Regions from separate parts of the Macaca mulatta genome. Here region 1 is linked to region 2. The links are chromatin contacts, called in public Hi-C maps. All regions are on one chromosome and are shown on one strand. The core of a region is the stretch at or near the end of the contact, and the rest is flanking DNA. Distances in the headings are between cores, read along the strand shown.

Region 1 (4,378 bases), core at 1,001-3,500, 63 kb after region 2:
CTGGCTACGGGGAGGCCACCACCAGGCCCCAGCTCTCCACCCTGAACTCCCCAGCCCCCTCAGAGCACTAGGACCATAGAAGTCCTGTTGGTCACTGACCTGTGACCAGATCCAATGTGGGGAGAAATATGAAGGAGGTAGCAGCCCTGGGTTCTCAGTGAGGGCTCCCTGCCCTGCACCAGCACCCTGAGATGGAGCTGAGACTTTATTTATTGGGGGTAGGGGGATGGAGGAGGTCCCTCCAACATGTTTGGACCCAGCTCCTTTGGGTTCCACTGACGCCCCTGCCCCTGCCCCTGCCCAGAACCAAGTGCCAATTCTCACTCTGGAGCCTTAATAAACTGCAATTTGTATCCAGTCTCCAGCTTTGTTCTATAGGGATGACTGGAAGACACCTGGCAGAGTATTGTGGATACCTCAGGAGGCACAGAGGGGTGGTGGGGTGGGGATGGCACTGGGAGCTCAGGAGCCTAGCCTGAGGCTGATGATCACATCTCTCTGCAGCTAATCTTTTCCTTCTAATATGGGCAAGAGGCCAGCAGGGCCTTGAGAGGGATCAGTTGGGTGTGAAAGGGGATCTTGGGGATGACCAGCTCTAGGCCCGAAATTCTTTTTTTAAAATAAGTCGGGGTGGGTACAAGAGCAGTCAAGGGGTTTATTTGTTTTTCTTGGGGCCACTAAATATCCACATTGTAATAATAGCTCAATTTGTTGAGCCTTTGTCATGTCAGGCTTTCTGCAGGTGGCTGTCTTGCTTCATCTCAGTGTAAATTTTCACAGTCATACAAAGGGATTTGGGAACCACTGGTGTAGACCATTCTTTGGGGGAGCCAGGCTGTGAGGGAAAGGCGATTGGCCAATATTTGAGAAGTTCATGGGACTGAGGAAATTAGAAAAAAAAAATAAAGTGGTCAAAGAGAAATGTTTCTGAGCATGATGCTAGTAAATACAGCTCTAGGATCCAAGCTTAGTGGGAAACTGGAGGGATCAATGGACAGGAGGAAGTCAGATTAATAGGAGTAAGGAAAAACAATAGCTTGAAAAAACAGAAGGTTATAGTCTAAGAAAGGATTCTATAATTATAATTTCAAAGGTAGAGCAGTTTTGAGAGATAGCAAGCCCAAGTGTAGCCATGGGACTGGTTTGCTTCAGTGAAGTGAAGGTAATGCTCCTTGGGTTTAATGAGATGAAGAAATGGAAGGTTAGGGTGTTGAATGGGTCTTTTACCTAGATAATTTGATCATCTAGGTCAAATGATCGCAGGAATTGGGATGGAGAGAAAAGTGAAGTGCCGTAATCTTCAGCGTGGGAATATGATCTATAGGTTATGGATGTCAGTGGCCTGTAGGAAAACAGCAAGAGTAGAGGGATCTATCTAAAAAGTATTGAGGTCAGAACAAGGGATTTTACATGAGTATAGGATTAATGGTTTTAGAAGTTAAAATGACACTGCTGACACCATCTTCCATATGGATTTTTTGGGGAAAAAAATACTTAAGAAGACTGGAAGGGAACTGAATCCTCAGGGTTTTAACTCTCATTGAAAATCTTCTTGTAATGACCCCAATTCGAAGCAGTAAACTCAGACCTTGTGGGCTTTGAGTTACCATTAGAAAGAAGCAAAGGTCTGTTTCCATTTTAGTCACCTGAGCCCACTAAACAAGATGCAAGATTCCTCCGTGGCTCTTGGAACAAAGTTGATTTCCTTGAAAACCTTGGGACCCGTAATAAACAGGACCCCAGCTGATTTTAGATCTCCTGGGAAGCTACTTAAAACTGGAAACGGATTTGAATAAAAGGATCCTGATCTTGCAAAAGCTCTACTCTGTTCATAAATGTAGTCCTAAAATGAACACAAAATTGATAATATGGAGACATAGAGGATAAAGGAGGAAAAAATTTTTTCACTGCAATATTTTCAAGGCAGATCACTTTTATGTAAGTCTCCATATTGTAAATGCAGAAACCTAGGCTCTGAGAGGTTATTTTGCTGATATCATATAGCTAGGAAGAACCCCGGTCTGTGGGTCTCTAGAGCCTACTCACTTGTGGTGACTCCCAGGGGACCAAGCTCAGGCTGCAGGTGGGGAGCACTGGGCTTACTCAGCGCTTGACTGGCCAGAGGGGAGAATCCGAGTGGCGGCACCACCCTTGCCTAGCATTCAGGACCACCCACGCAAGGGAGGAGCCAGCACCGTCACTAGTTACTAGGCAGAGGGTTGGTGGTGGACTATAGGGTTCATGTGATCTGTCACATGACAGCAGATCTGCGGAAGGGCAGAATGGGACTCCAAGCCTGGTGAGAAATTGAGAGGGCTGGGGAGAAAGGGATCACGTTGGGGGGAGCATACATTGGGAGGGTGGGAACACAAGGACAATGTAGCTCCCACTGAAACCCACCTGCTGCCCTTACAGCCTCCTAGGGCTCTTTGCCCTCATCCTCTCTGGCAAATGCAGTTACAGCCCGGAGCCCGACCAGCGGAGAACGTGAGTTGACTTAGCACAGACCACCCCGTTCCCCATACCCTGTTCTGCCTCTCACTGTCCTGGTCCTAGCTTCTCTCACCCCCATGCCAGCTCCTAGTACACACTCCATAGTTTCATCTCTAGGTTCCTAGGCTCAGTCCCCTGTCATTCACCTCATGTGATCTGTATCTGCTCCTAGGATCCTACCCAAGGTCTCAGCTCCTAATCTGGAACCTTCCATGACCAATATTTTTCATCTCTACCCTAACCAAAGCCATGTCCCTGACCCCTGACCCTACAGGCTGCCCCCAGGCTGGGTGTCCTTGGGCCGTGCGGACCCTGAGGAAGAGCTGAGTCTCACCTTTGCCTTGAGACAGCAGAACCTGGAAAGACTCTCGGAGCTGGTGCAGGCTGTGTCGGATCCCAACTCTCCTCAATACGGTGCCTTTTGGGACTGAGGACAGGATGTGGGATGCAGTGGAGGGACACAGGGCTGGGTTGGGCATGGGATGGTGATCATGTCAGGGCCTGACAAGACACTTGTGTTCCTCAGGCTAGAAACCTAAAAGGGGATGTGGTTCAGCATATAGGCTTTATGATCAAACATGAACTCAAATTCTGACTCTGCTACTTACTAGCTACCAGGCAAACGGGAAAATAGCATCTAGTACAACTTAAGTTCCTTCCCCTACCCTTGAATCCATTCTAATTTCTTCTGTTCACATACTAAGGCTGCCAGTTCTAACTCCCAAAGAGCCTTTGGATTAGTTTACTTCTTGCTGTCCTTTGTTACTACCAACTCATTTATTCCCACTCCTGGACTACTGCCCAGCTCCCCAGCTGATCTGCAGTCTCCTCCCTCCACCCCACCCCTCACTGTACTCCCCCACTCTGCTTCAAAAGTCTCTCCAACAGTCAGAATGGATTGGTTCCTTCTCCTGGTTAAAGCCCTTCACAGCAGGGGGAGTGTGCACATGTGAACTGCAGAGGCTGGGGACAGGGCAGTGTGACACTAGTATGCATGGCAGGAAACAGTGACTCACCATCGTGTTAAGCTTAAAATCAACAAGTATGCAAATTTGAGCTAAACTGGATAACTAGTGCCAAGAGATTTGAAAACATTTACTGGACATAAGCTTAAGATTAAAATGGAAAATTTATATGTATTAATCTCATTGATTTTCATGATCATGGCAATACATGCTGTGGTGTGACATTTGCAACTTACTGGCCTTTAGGGTAAATCCATATTCTTGGCCATGGCATTTCAAGTCTCTCCAGCCTTTTCTTCTTCTGCTCCCCAAGTACAACCTACACCTGCACGCACAACCCTCCTTTACCCTGATCCAGGCTTTGGGAAGTCCTGATGTCTCATAGTCGAGGTCCAAAACGGGGAGTTTGGGAAAGCAACGAATGAGGGCAAGTGCCGCTTCTGAATCCCTGCAGGAAAATACTTGACCCTAGAGAATGTGGCTGATCTGGTGAGGCCATCCCCACTGACCCTCCACACGGTGCAAAAATGGCTCTTGGCAGCCGGAGCCCAGAAGTGCCATTCTGTGATCACACAGGACTTTCTGACTTGCTGGCTGAGCATCCGGTGAGAGGAAATGATTTCTCCATGGAGGGCACCAGTCATCCCCTCAGTGAGATGGATGGGAGGGAGCTGAGAGCTTGCTGGGGCTTGTGGGTGGGAGCTGATGCATGGGGAGACAGTGACTGACTGCCCAGGGATGCTCAGAGGCAGCTTCTTCTGTTCTGTTTTGAGCTTTCTGACCTCTGTTTTCTGACCTCCAGGCAAGCAGAGCTGCTACTCCCTGGGGCTGAGTTTCATCACTATGTGGGAGGACCTACAGAGACCCATGTTGTAAGGTCCCCACGTCCCTACCAGCTTCCACAGGCCTTGGCCCCCCAT
Region 2 (3,747 bases), core at 582-3,081:
ATTTTTCAACTGCAAAGACAATTGTAAACTACAAGAATTGTTCCCAAAGAAACAAAATATGAATGGTAATTGTAATTTCTGTAATTTATTGTAAATTTCTTTGTGAAGTGTGATTTGTATAAATCTCTGTCAATGTATTTATATGTTCATGACTTTTCCTCTTTGCCTATTTGTTCCTTCATATTAAAGAAGCTTTTCAAAATTAAAATTAGCAAAGAGATGTTCTTTGGTCACCTAGAAGCTGACAGAGTGACAAATCTATACGTCTACTGCATATGTACACGTAAAGAGGAGTGAATTCATTTCCTAAGACTGCTGTAACAAACTATCACAAACTGTGGAACTTAAAACAGCAGAAATTTATTGTTTTGTGGCTCTGGAGGCTAGAAGTAAGAAAGCAATGTGTTAGCAGCAGGGTCATGCTCTCTGACGGATCTGAAAAAGAATACGTTTTATACCTTTCCCTTGGCTTCAGGTGTGCTCCAGCAATCAATCTTTGGAGTTCATTCACTGATTTGCAACTGCTGAACTCCATAATCTCTGCTTTCAAGGTCACATGGCTTTCTCCCTATATGTCTCTGTCTTTACCTGGTCAGCATTACCCTGAGTGTCCATCTGTCTCTCTTCATACGCTTTTTTTTTTTTTTTTTTTTTTTTTCTTTTTTGAGATGGAGTCTGACTCTGTCGCCCAGGCTAGAGTGCAGTGGCCTCATCTCAGCCCACTGCAACCTCGCCTCCTGGGTTCAAGCTATTCTCCTGCCTCAGCCTCCCGTGTAGCTGGAATTACAGGCATGAGCCACCACACCCGGCTAATTTTTGTGTTTTTAGTAGAGACGTGTTGGCCAGGCTGTTGGCCAGCATGTTGGCCAGGCTGGTCTCGAATTCCTGACCTCAGGTGATCCGCCCGCCTCGGCCTCCCAAAGTGCTGGAATTACAGGCGTGAGCCACCGTGCCCGACCTGTATATATGTATGTACGTATATATGTATCTATCTATCTATCTATCTGGCCACTAGGCATTTTGGATTAGGTGCCCACCTATACCCGTATGGCTTCATCTTAACAAATTACATCTACAATGACCCTATTTCCACATAAGGTCACATTCTGAGTTACTGCAGGTTAGGACTTAACACAGCTTTTTGGGGACGGGAAGAATCACGAGGGAAGACACAATTCAACCCATAACAAGGAATAATTTTGACAGTTATTGCCAATTTGCAGATGTTAAGGCTCAAAAACAAACTACAATATTACTGTTCATTAACACACAAATGTGTAGGTATGTTTTTTCCCCTTAAAAAAACACACTGGTGTAATTAAAAACAATCCACTACTTTTCCCTTTAGCGCTGTAAATTTTTTAACTGGAATGATTACTTCAACAAAAGAAAAATTTCACTATCTGCGTTTCTTTTCCGGTCATCGTTATTATCCGTTTTACTATTACTACTGAAAATCACTGTTAAAAACGATGCGTACAGGTGTCAACAAGGCTAGCTGTTCACTGCTGGACCCCGTAGGGCCGTCAGCCCGCAGGGCTCCGACCCCTCCGGGTGCCTTTCTCCTCAGACGCTCTCTTTCCCAGGAGGCTCCGCGGCGGAGCGTCCCATCGCCCTAAAAGCCACTGGCTGACGCAGCCAAAAAAAAAAAAACCCCGATGGCCCGCTTATCCCACACTAGGGGGCGCCTGCTTCTCCGGCCGCCACAGAGCGCTCTGGATGCCTGAAGCCCGCCCAGCTCGCCGCCTCTAGAAAAGCTCAACACCATTTCTCCGCCCTTCCCGAGATTGCCAACGAGGCAGGCTCTGATGCGCATGCGCAAACACGTTCGCCACGCTCGGAGCTAAGGCGCATGCGTCCCCTGAAATTGCCGCCACCCGGTCTACCTTCCAGTTTCCAGTTCCGGCCTCCAAGGGGCGGGCAGAAGCTGGAAACATGCGGCTGTCGGTCGCTGCAGCCATCTCCCATGGCCGCGTATTTCGCCGTCTGGGCCTCGGTCCCGAGTCCCGCATCCATCTGTTGCGGAACTTGCTCACAGGGCTGGTGCGGCACGAACGCATCGAGGCACCATGGGCGCGTGTGGACGAGATGAGGGGCTACGCGGAGAAGGTGAGGAGCGGGGCCCTCTTGTCCACTCTGCGGGTCTAGTCTGAGGGGGCGGGGCCGGCTGCAAGTGGAAAGGGACTGGGACCAACCTGGTAAACCATTCCCCAAGTCTGAGTCTTCTAGGACCCTCAGCTGAACCCGCCCCTCCATCGCCTCTAATGGAAGACTGGTTAGGGCTGCGGAGTTAAGAGATGGCGTAGATTGGAGATGGTTTGCTAGTGGAAAGAATGCATTGCGGTCCGGTATTAGAGAAATTAGATTGGCACCTTGTTTTCTTGCTCGGTTGGATCCGTGATGTTATGTCCTCACAGCTCATCGACTATGGGAAGCTGGGAGACACCAACGAACGAGCCATGCGCATGGCTGACTTCTGGCTCACAGTGAGTGCGTCCTATCGGCCTTCAGAATCCCACCCTTTACTCCCTAGGGGTAGGGGTTGGAAGAAGGAGAACTGTGCAGAATTAAGCTTGGGTACTCACTTATGGGCCAATGTTGTTAACTAAATTAGAAACTGTGTCTTAAGTTAGTTGAAGTCGATGTCAATATACCTCTGCACAACTGCCTATAAACGACTCCTTTGTGTAACATTGACTCTACCAGATTGGTGAGGGGCGGGGGAGGTCTTTCTATGTGTGGATGGACCTTATCTTTGGGAGTGGCCTAAAGTTAAATGCCTCTGCAGTTTTCCCTGACTCTTCTGTCTCTTGGATAATTCTCCCTCTAGGAGAAAGACTTGATCCCAAAGCTGTTTCAAGTTCTGGCCCCTCGATACAAAGATCAAAATGGGGGCTACACAAGAATGCTGCAGATCCCAAATCGGAGTTTGGATCGGGCCAAAATGGCAGTGATCGAGTATAAAGGGAACTGCCTCCCACCCCTGCCTCTGCCTCGCAGAGACAGCCACCTTACACTCCTAAACCAGCTGCTGCAGGGTTTGCGGCAGGACCTCAGCCAGAGCCAGGAAGCAAGCAACCACAGCTCCCACACAGCTCAAACACCAAGGATTTAACTGGATCTGAAGAGTCTGCAGCCCTTAATCAGTGCCCATGATCACAGGCCTTTGGAGCGCTTTTACTCTCTGAGAAGAACTGGAGCTAGAGATGTAAAATGGACAGTCTTAATGGGATTGAGAACCTTCTGGGAGCCAGATGACCCTCTCTTTGCACAATAGATAAAAGTCTTTATATGAATATATATAAGTTCATTTCTTTTTTCCCTCCTGTGGGATTTCTGGAGAATGAGAATTACCCAAATGCTCAGTCTACCTGGGATAGTAAATTCCTGGCTTATGCTTCTGGTCCTTAAATTTGGGTTATTTTTGGTTAGTGCAGTTCTGTTTTTCTTAATGCCAGTTTACATGGGAATGCATCCTGTAATTCCAAATGTTGCCAGAGGTGGTTTTGTTTTGACATCTGGTCTCCTAGAGACTGAGTGCTTGGGATTTCTTAGAGAAGATTACTTCCTGACAGGGGTAGGGGAGTGACAATCTGCAAGTGAAACTTCCTTAAACAATCTTGTATCCTACGAACCTTCAGGGGATACTGCAATCATTCCTCTGTTTTGAGGCAGGATCACACATTACCTTCATGTGTTCCCTTCAGCCCCCTAAATGGGCCTGGGAGGAGAGGACCCAAGAACTCA

Evidence for each region. Hi-C and Micro-C count contacts between places; a contact is called where the count stands out from the background.
Region 1: a Hi-C map of cortical neurons shows a contact between it and region 2, with 3 times the contacts expected there. The contact joins the promoter of TPP1 here to the promoter of MRPL17 in region 2. A contact is called at or near these places in 4 of 14 Hi-C or Micro-C datasets (CD4 T cells, blood, cortical neurons and 1 more).

Annotation. Positions count from the first base shown.
Region 1 is chr14:59,162,672-59,167,049 of T2T-MMU8v2.0, forward strand. It overlaps TPP1 (tripeptidyl peptidase 1), which reads left to right and starts at 2,251. Exons shown (of 13, transcript XM_001108748.5): 1 at 2,251-2,299; 2 at 2,416-2,487; 3 at 2,768-2,907; 4 at 3,913-4,063; 5 at 4,261-4,378. The coding sequence starts at 2,256. It overlaps DCHS1 (dachsous cadherin-related 1), which reads left to right. Exons shown (of 22, transcript XM_077963587.1): 22 at 1-357.
Region 2 is chr14:59,100,189-59,103,935 of T2T-MMU8v2.0, forward strand. MRPL17 (mitochondrial ribosomal protein L17) reads left to right here and starts at 1,832. Exons shown (of 3, transcript NM_001193734.2): 1 at 1,832-2,109; 2 at 2,418-2,486; 3 at 2,831-3,747. The coding sequence starts at 1,936. The coding sequence ends at 3,115.